Linked DNA regions of Zea mays: regions 1 and 2 are each linked to region 3. Evidence: chromatin contacts called from public Hi-C data. All regions are on one chromosome and are shown on one strand. Each heading gives the region's core, a stretch centred on a gene start, on an enhancer-like site or on the middle of the called end of the contact. The rest is flanking DNA. Distances are from core to core; before and after follow the strand shown. Region 1 holds the start of LOC100283846. Region 2 holds the start of LOC100191965. Region 3 holds the start of LOC100285405 (endo-1,4-beta-glucanase Cel1).

The links. Hi-C and Micro-C count contacts between places; a contact is called where the count stands out from the background.
Region 1: a Hi-C map of leaf mesophyll shows a contact between it and region 3, with 2.1 times the contacts expected there. The contact joins the promoter of LOC100283846 here to the promoter of LOC100285405 in region 3. A contact is called at or near these places in 9 of 25 Hi-C or Micro-C datasets (bundle sheath, ear, endosperm and 4 more).
Region 2: a Hi-C map of endosperm shows a contact between it and region 3, with 3 times the contacts expected there. The contact joins the promoter of LOC100191965 here to the promoter of LOC100285405 in region 3. A contact is called at or near these places in 3 of 25 Hi-C or Micro-C datasets (bundle sheath, endosperm and leaf) and 1 of 3 datasets of contacts at active chromatin or transcription factors (leaf).

Annotation. Positions count from the first base shown.
Region 1 is chr1:280,477,266-280,480,270 of Zm-B73-REFERENCE-NAM-5.0, reverse strand. LOC100283846 reads left to right here and starts at 1,707. Exons shown (of 6, transcript NM_001412592.1): 1 at 1,707-2,014.
Region 2 is chr1:280,455,509-280,458,330 of Zm-B73-REFERENCE-NAM-5.0, reverse strand. LOC100191965 reads right to left here and starts at 1,287. Exons shown (of 1, transcript NM_001137389.1): 1 at 235-1,287. The coding sequence starts at 1,177. The coding sequence ends at 461.
Region 3 is chr1:280,300,084-280,303,042 of Zm-B73-REFERENCE-NAM-5.0, reverse strand. It overlaps LOC100285405 (endo-1,4-beta-glucanase Cel1), which reads left to right and starts at 1,252. Exons shown (of 6, transcript NM_001158298.3): 1 at 1,252-1,786; 2 at 2,024-2,331; 3 at 2,489-2,953. The coding sequence starts at 1,411.

The DNA.
Region 1 (3,005 bases), core at 458-2,957, 180 kb before region 3:
TCAGAGCAGCAAAAGAGGTACTCCAAAAAATTGTACTGCAGCTCCAAAAACTCCATAGAGTTTACAACTCTGGAGTTAGGGTGTTTGGCATGCTCTGGCCAGCTCCTCCTTGGAGTTTTGCTCTGGAGCCATGCCAAACAGGCCCTTTATTAGCACTCTGGTTTACACCAAACCAAACCATGTGCGATTTTCTGCGGGCTCAGAAAGTAACGTCCTGATAAGCTTTCTCGCCGACGTTGAGGGCGGAGTGGTGGCGCGGCCACGGCCGGCAACCGCCCGTTCCGCGGCTGGGAGTCTACCGGCCCGGCCTCCCTCCTCTCCCTCTCCCTCCGCCGTTATGCCTGGTCCCCGGCGTTCTCGGCCGCTCGTGGTCGCGGCCTCGCGGGCAGGCACGGTATGGGTACTACACTACTACTACGAGGCGAGGCTGCTACGTACGCACTCGCACCTTGCAGCCTACGTCGATAATCCAATCCAAGCCGTGTACGCTGCCGGCAGCCACGACGTCCACGTACGGAACTTCGTCGGTGGGAACTGGGAAGTGGCTAGTGGGTAGTGCCACACAAGACTAGCTAGCTAGCGTAGCCGAGCGATGTGTGTTTCCGTGACTCGGAGCCGTGAAAGCGAAACCGTCACTGCTTCGGTGTCTTGGGGCTAGGAATCCGCCGAATGCGTTACCATCGCCGTGGAGAGTGAAAACGCAGCGAATCGGTCCAGCTATTCAGGGAGGGCAACAGCACGCTCGCGTAGGAGCAGTAGGGGCCAGAGACGGACGGGACGAGCTTGGCGCGACCACACAGGCGCAGATGAACGATCCAATGCAGCCGGCGGCGGCGGCCAAGATATTTTCGGCGCCACCACCACCACCAGCAGCGGATAATAACAGCGACGACAAACTCAGAGAGGAAGGGAGGAGTGGGTAGCCGTGTCACCAACGGCTGGGCTGGCAGAACGTCGGCATCAGAGGTCGCACGTCACGTCACGCGCGCCCGCCGCCGTCACCGTCCCTCCGCTCCATCTGTTGGCGTCCCGCCCCCAGGAAGACGCAGGACCCATCCCGTTCTGTTCTTCTCGTCGTCGTCCCGACTCCCGCCCGGTTCCTGACCCGACGAGGCACCGGGACGGCGACGCCTGTTTTGTTTACGCGCGCTCGTGACGCCGACGCCGACGCGCACCGGCCCTGTCTGGCCCCGTGCACTGCCCCGCCAGCCACGGAGCCACCCTCCTGTGCCCTGTCCTTTTGTGGGTTGGGTTGCGTCCTCTCTAATCCTTGGCGCCTGCGGTCAGTCATGATTGATTATTACGCTAGTGGAGTAGTGGTAGGCACTGCCCACTGCCGGGATCCGTTGCTCCGCCTCCGCGCATCAATGCATGCTCTTCGTCACCCCGGGACTCCTCCCTACGCGCAGGCGCAACAGCGATGGACTTCACTTCTCGGCCCGTGGTTTTCTTCTGCTCACCGTCCGGTGCGCAACGGCTGACTGACCGCTGACAAGCCGGAACAAAAAAAAAAGATAGATAGATGGATAATCTAGCGCTGCGCAGTGCTGCAGGTGCGCCACCCGGCTGCTCCTCATTAGCTCTGTCAAATAATGAAAAAAATATACTTCCTGATAAACAAAATCAATCTTTTTCTTCGAAAAAAAGAGATAAATAAATCAGTCACAACCACCGTTAATTTACATTTTAATCAATTTATTATTATAAAAAAACGTATACTCAGTTACCTTAGAATTATTCGACTCATAAAGAAAAGAAAAAAAAAGGAAAAGCGAAAGAGGAGACAGGGCCATCTGGATAAGACCGGCGGCACATGACTTCACGGCTCCCCACACGCAGAGGCTCGTCGCTTTTATTAAATCAGCGCTCGTCGCCACGCACCCTCGCCTCCCCAGCGTAACAAGTGTCCTTCCTCCATCTTCCTCCTCCACTCCACTCCCAAGTCCCCACCACCCCCAACCCCGTCTCTCCACTGCGGCGCAGGCTTCGCTTCGGCTCCGCTCGGCTCGAGCAGGTAAAGCACCAGAAGAACCCAACACCCTTTTTGCTTAAGCCTATGCTAAACGGGGGAGATCGATGCCCCCCCAACCGTGAACTCTGCCTGCTCTGCAAGTCTAGAGGAGCCTTGAGAGGCGTTTCCGGTGGAACTAGTGTTACCTGCTTTGGATCGGGGTAAAGCTAAGCTACAGCTACCCGTGCGTTGCCGTTGAGAGCGTCCTTTCTGGCTTTCTCGCTCTAGATTTCTACACGGGATGGTCTGCTCCTGCTCGTATTACGCTGTAAAAGAACGTGAGCTAGCGTATCTGCTCGCCCGTTTCGTACCAAAAGGAAGAAAAAAAAAAGACAAGTTTTTTCCGCGAGGAAAGCTAGCTCGACGTTTACGGTGGTCTCGCTTTGTGAGAAGACTATTATCCCTTTTTTTCCCCCTTGGTTTCTTCACGGTCTGCTCTCTTCCTCTGCGAGGAACTCTGCTCTTGGTTTATACAGTAGAAGGAGATGAGGTTTTAGGCAAAGAAAAGAAGAGAGAACGTTGCTGGGTAGCAAATGGGACGAAAGACGACGAAAGGACATGTTCTACTTCGCTTCTCTGGCTATTCAGTGCCTGATCTGTTCATTCCCCGCTAGAGGATCCATGTTCTCATTTGTTTGGCTATTAGCTGTGGCCTGAGGCACCGTATCGAATATCGATGCCTTCCGTTTGGTATCTTTATCGGTGCACATAGACTGCTTATTCGCTTTTTACCCCTCCCCTCGCAGTAGATGCAGATCGAGTTTGTATCTACAGCCTCTGATAGAGGAGGGGGTGGAGTTTTCCTTCTTTCCTTTGTTTTCCGTTGGCGCTGTTTAGAGATTTCAGTTTTGTATCGGTGAGGCGGCCTGCTGCATTACTGCTTTTTAAAACTTTCTTCTTCTTCTTCTGTTAAAAGAAAACAAAAAACTCTACTTGGCTCAGAATTGTTTCCGAGACAGGCATGAGTTTATGATTCGTTTGTTCGTATCTGCAA
Region 2 (2,822 bases), core at 38-2,537, 160 kb before region 3:
GTTCAATAAAATTAGCGAACCAACACTGTCCAACACTGTCGAGAAGAGGAGAAAAACTACTAGTAAATGAACAGCCAACTTTACACGGCGCAATCCAAACCGATGGAATCGTAATCATGTCGTCACTAGCCTTGCAACGAAAGCAAGAGAGGTTGCAATAGATGAGGAGATCCGAAAATTTCGGAGTAGGCAATGAATTAACTGTAATTTGCCTCGAAGAATCGCTTCTTGATTGAATAAGCGAAGAACGCCAGTAAGAATTACAGCCAATAATCTGTACACATGATCTCCAACTCCAATTCAGGGAGAAACAGAACTGAACGAAAAGATTTGATGGATTCTGATTTCGCGTGCTTCTCTTCCTCGTTCTTGCCAGCGAAGAGGACCCATCGTCATTGCGTTTGGTCCTTGGCGCATCTAATACTATCAGTCCAGTGGTAGCCGAGGCCACGGGTGGCGGCTATCGGCGGCCGGCGAGGCGGTTGAGCCAGGCGTTGCGGAGCTGGAGCTCGACGGGGTCGCCGAAGCACTTGGCCCGCGCGAGGCAGAAGTGCGTGCAGAACCCGGCCGACGAGCGCACGCGGCAGGTGTCGAGCACGTAACACGAGGCGTGCTCCATGCCGCGCGCCTGCACCACCAGCCCCCACACCTGCCGCGCCGCCTCCGACGCCGAGGCGCCGCCGTCCACGGCCACGGCCGCCACCTGCTCGACCAGGATGACCCCGTCCGGCCTCCGCTGCCCGCCCATCCCCCACCGGCGCCGCACGTCCGGCCAGCTCTCCGGCGCCGCGGTCTCCCGCCGCACCGTCACGTGCTCGCCGTCGCCGTCGCCGCTGCTGAACAGGTGCACCAGGAACGGCGCCTCGCCTATGTGCCGCACGATCTCCGCGATCGACTCCCGTATCCACCCGTCCACCTTCTCCTCCCCGACCTTCTCCAACACCTCATCCTCTTCTCTGCCGAACACGGTCCCCGACAGTACCTCCACCTCCCGCCGCTGGAGCTGCAGGCCGCCGCGGGGCACGTCCGCGACCGCCGCACGCAGGCGCACCGATGGCGCCCGCCGCGTCGGCACGGGCACGAGCGACGCAGGCACCCGCGATCGCGCCCGAGGCAGCGCCACCGACGACGACGGCGACGCTGGCCCGTAGCCCCGCACGGTAGGCGGCGCCGCCATCGCGCACGGCACCACCGATCGGACCGCCCGCGACCTCTTGCGACAGGTTGATGGTTCGAGGCGCCGGGAGTGGTGGCGAGACCGGTGGCAATCCGAAGTAGAAGTAGCACGAGCCGAGACGAGTCACCGGCGACGAACGGGTGGTGCGCGTAGAAATAGGTTGGGCGGGGGGAGCGATGTGGATTGGCGGAGCCGGCACGGCAGAGGTCTCCGAGGCGCAACCGCCCTGTTGCTTCCTGGAACGGCTCGGTTGCACGCGCGGCGTCCTACGTGGACGCAAGTTTGGGATCCCGTGCGAGCGAGAAGATTCTGTGGGTGGGTTTGCGGCCGACCGGTGGTCCGCTATTGGTGCAGATCCGTGCGTGGTGTAATGCGAGGCGAGGGAGCGTGGGGCGCGCGCACTCGCGCGCCGCGGCACGCTCCGGCACGCAGCGGGCGGGAGGCGGGAAGGGGGTTTGCTCGAGCCACGGTGGACGGGGTGGACAGGTCAGCGCGCCGCGGCTAGGACACGTCGGATGGGTGGAGGTGTTTCGGCGTTCCGCTTCCCAGAGTTGGAGAGTAATGAAAACTATGTTAGAACTCAGTGGTAACGAGATTGAGATAAATGACAGAGACAATCACTGTTTTGTATTCCACAGATCATTACACTTATATACAAGTGAAGGGGTGTATCCCAAGGGGTGTGTCCCTTGGAGAAAACTGTCGCACCCCTTGGATTGATCACATATGTAATATTTTGTAACACTCCTCCTTGATCAATCCAACTTCATTTGATGATCTGTCAGCTGTTCTTTCAAGATCTTATCTCCTCAAAAACCCTGTGGGAAAAATAAGGAGTACACAATGTCTTTTGGATTATGAGTAAAACTCATATTAAACTTCCAAAAGAAAAATATGCTTGTAATCATCATGCATAAAAACCCTGTGGGGAAAAGTTAATGATGAAGCATATAGCTTAGTTGATATTACCTCGTTAAAAACTTTGGATGAGAAAACCTTAACAAGGCAAAACTCATACAAAGAAAAGAGTGTAATATGATGGTACAAAACAGGTCGAATATCACGGAGAATTACTCCCCCTGATCTTGCAAGCACTTAAGTCTTCTCATACCAATCACCTCAACACATTTCTGAAAACGTTGAGTATGGTAGAGATTTTGTAAATAGATCAGCAAGATTATCACAAAACTTTGTTTGCAAGATGTTAATATTTCCATTTTCCTGTTTCCATCTGAACAACACAAGCTCAATTATCCTTATGGATAATGGTCAGTGGTTCAATTGAACCACAGTATGACATTGTTCTCCAATGGACCTCTAGCCCAAAGAACAATAACATGTCTATAGTCATCATCTCAAAAACCCCCATGGGGAAAATAAATGATGATACATATAACTCAGGCTAATATTTCTCCAAGATAATCTAGTCAGAAAATCCGAGAAATCAACATATCAGCCGAGTCTCCTTAAAAACCTAACGGGAAAAATAAGGAGAGTAGTCATACTCTATTGTTGATTCATTTGAACTCTAGGGAGATAAACTCATCACCTAGTTCAAATGCAACAATAACTATGCCATAATGTATCATCCTCGAAAACCTCTATGGGAAAAATAGATGATACGACATAGGCCTTGTGTTGATGT
Region 3 (2,959 bases), core at 3-2,502:
TTTTCTTCTCTCCCTGACCTATAAGAGCAGTCTTAACCCTCCACGGTATCCAATTTCTATAACATTAATTTAACTGTGATATAAACTAAAAGATGATGTGGCAAACAATTAAATAAAGAAAGAGTAAGAAACTGGGTCTTGTATAAGACTTGGTTTCAACACGATATCTAAATCACAACGAAAAGAAGTATTAAATTCAGTTAATTAATATTGATATTTATATTGAAGAGGTAGTGTCTAGCAGTAGTTTCTAAATGATGTGTAGGCTATAGAAACTATAAGTAGTGTTTTAGGTTCGGACTGCTCGAATGCAGCAGGCAGCAGCTCTCGTTAAACTGTGCACTAGATAATAAAAGGGGTCTGGCTACGGATTTTCTAATTACTTTTTTTTAGGAGATGCCCCTAGTGTAGCAGTACCACTATTACTGAATGCGTCGCGCTCGAGCCTTTGAATTGATGAGGGACGACGGACGGTTACCGCTTTGCAAAGGGAAAGCAAAACAAAGCAGATGGGAGACAAGTTAATAATGCCGTCGCTTTCATGCATTATTGTCCCCCAATCTATCTTTGTCGCTTACTACACCTTTCATGAGGCGGGCGCGTACAACAACTGTGCCCCCGCGGTGATCTACGGTAGTGAAAAGTTATTAATAACAACAACCTATCCTCCCTTTTCTTATATAACCACCCAAATACACACAGTAACGTAGCTTACAACTACCGCGCGGTTCTCCTGCGTGCTGAATTGCTTTGCAGCTATAGCAGAGGTTCCAAACAGTGCAGGAAGCGTGCGAGTTCGTCGAGCCTCGAGCGGAAGCCTCGGTGGGGTTCGATTCGTCGGCGCATGACCGGAAGCCGCCTCTTGTACGTCTCCCTCTTTTTGTACCCATGCCTATATGCAATCACGCAAATGCGCTCCGCCTGCATAGAGACAGTAGAGAGCGGGCAGGCCCCACACCAGCGCGGACGCGCATAGGCGCAGCAGAACCCACCCTCCCTCCCTCACCCTGTGACACGGCGCGGGGCACCCACCCCACCCGTCGGTCGATAGCGCAGTGCGCAGCGGCAACGACAGAGGAGACAGACACGAGTGGGTGTGCGAGCATTCAGGCGAAGCCGATCACCCTCGCCCAGCCCAAAGGGTCGGCGGGCAGGCGAAAGCAACGCCCCAACCACCTGATCCCTCCACCCCATCGCACGCCATAACAAAGCAGAGCGCCACGCCACCACCACCCCAGCTCACTCGTGCCGTGCACTCGACCCGTCCCCCCTCCCTCCACTCGATCCACCCGCCAAGACCTCCCATTGCCGCCGCCGAGCCAGCCAGGGGGGGAGAAGAGAGGCCAGCCGCGTCGCGGCGGGCGGAGGAGGAGGACGAGCGGGAGAGCCGAGCCGAGCCGGCCGGGCAGGATGTTCGGGCGGGACCCCTGGGGCGGGCCGCTGGAGATCTCCAACGCCGACTCGGCGACGGACGACGACCGGAGCCGCGACCTGGACCGGGCGGCGCTGATGCGGCAGCTGGACGAGACGCAGCAGAGCTGGCTCCTGGCCGGGCCCGGCGACCAGGCCGGCAAGAAGAAGAAGCGGTACGTCGACCTCGGCTGCGTCGTCGTCGACCGTAAGGTCTTCATGTGGACCGTCGGCACCATCCTCGGCCTCGGCGTCTTCATCGGCTTCGTCATCATGATCGTCAAGCTCGTCCCGCACAAGCGCCCCCCGCCGCCGCCGCCCGACCAGTACACGCAGGCGCTGCACAAGGCGCTCATGTTCTTCAACGCGCAGCGATGTGAGTCGTCTGCTCTGAATTCTCAATTCTCCTGTCAGATCCGGCCGGGTTTTGCGTCAGATACATGTCTTTGTTGCTTCAGTACTCCTGTCATACATTTTTTTGACACCAACAGACTCCACATGGGAGATTCGTAAAAGCGATTAAAATTGACGGAGAGAACGAGTGCTGTGCTGCACCGACAGAAATTCCCCGTTTTCGCCTGCTCACTCACGACGCGTCTTCTGGAAATGTCAGCCGGCCCGCTGCCGAAGCACAATGGCGTGAGCTGGAGGGGCAACTCCTGCATGAAGGACGGCCTCTCCGACAGCACCGTCCGCCGGAGCCTGGTCGGAGGCTTCTACGACGCGGGGGACGCCATCAAGTTCAACTACCCCATGGCATGGTCCATGACCATGCTCAGCTGGAGCGTGATCGAGTACAGGGCCAAGTACGAGGCCATCGGCGAGCTCGACCATATCAGGGAGCTCATCAAGTGGGGAACGGACTACATCCTCAAGACCTTCAATTCGTCTGCCGACACGATAGACAGGATCGTCGCTCAGGTTGGTAGCAACAACAATAGATCATCTTGGCGGCTGATTTGCTCTGTCGTGCAAAGCAACTGGTCATCAGATCCAGTACCTTGGCATCCTTTCTACAGCACACATCTGCGGACAGCAGACCGCTGACTCCCGTATCAACACTTCTCAATGCGTGCAGGTGGGTGTAGGTGACACCTCTAAAGGCAGCAGTCAGCCTAACGACCATTACTGCTGGATGAGGCCAGAGGACATCGACTACAAGAGGCCGGTCACCGAGTGCCACTCCTGCTCAGATCTAGCGTCGGAAATGGCTGCCGCCCTGGCCGCAGCTTCCATAGTGTTCAAGAACAGCAAGACCTACTCCGACAAGCTCGTCAAGGGCGCCAAGGCCCTGTACAAGTTCGGCAGGCTGCAGCGTGGGCGATACAGCCCCAACGGATCTGACCAGGCCATCTTCTACAACTCCACCAGCTACTGGGACGAGTTCGTGTGGGGCGGTGCGTGGATGTACTTCGCCACGGGGAACAACTCGTACCTCACCGTCGCCACAGCCCCGGGAATGGCGAAGCACGCTGGAGCATACTGGTTTGGAAGTCCAAACTACGGAGTGTTTACCTGGGATGACAAACTTCCAGGAGCTCAGGTTAGC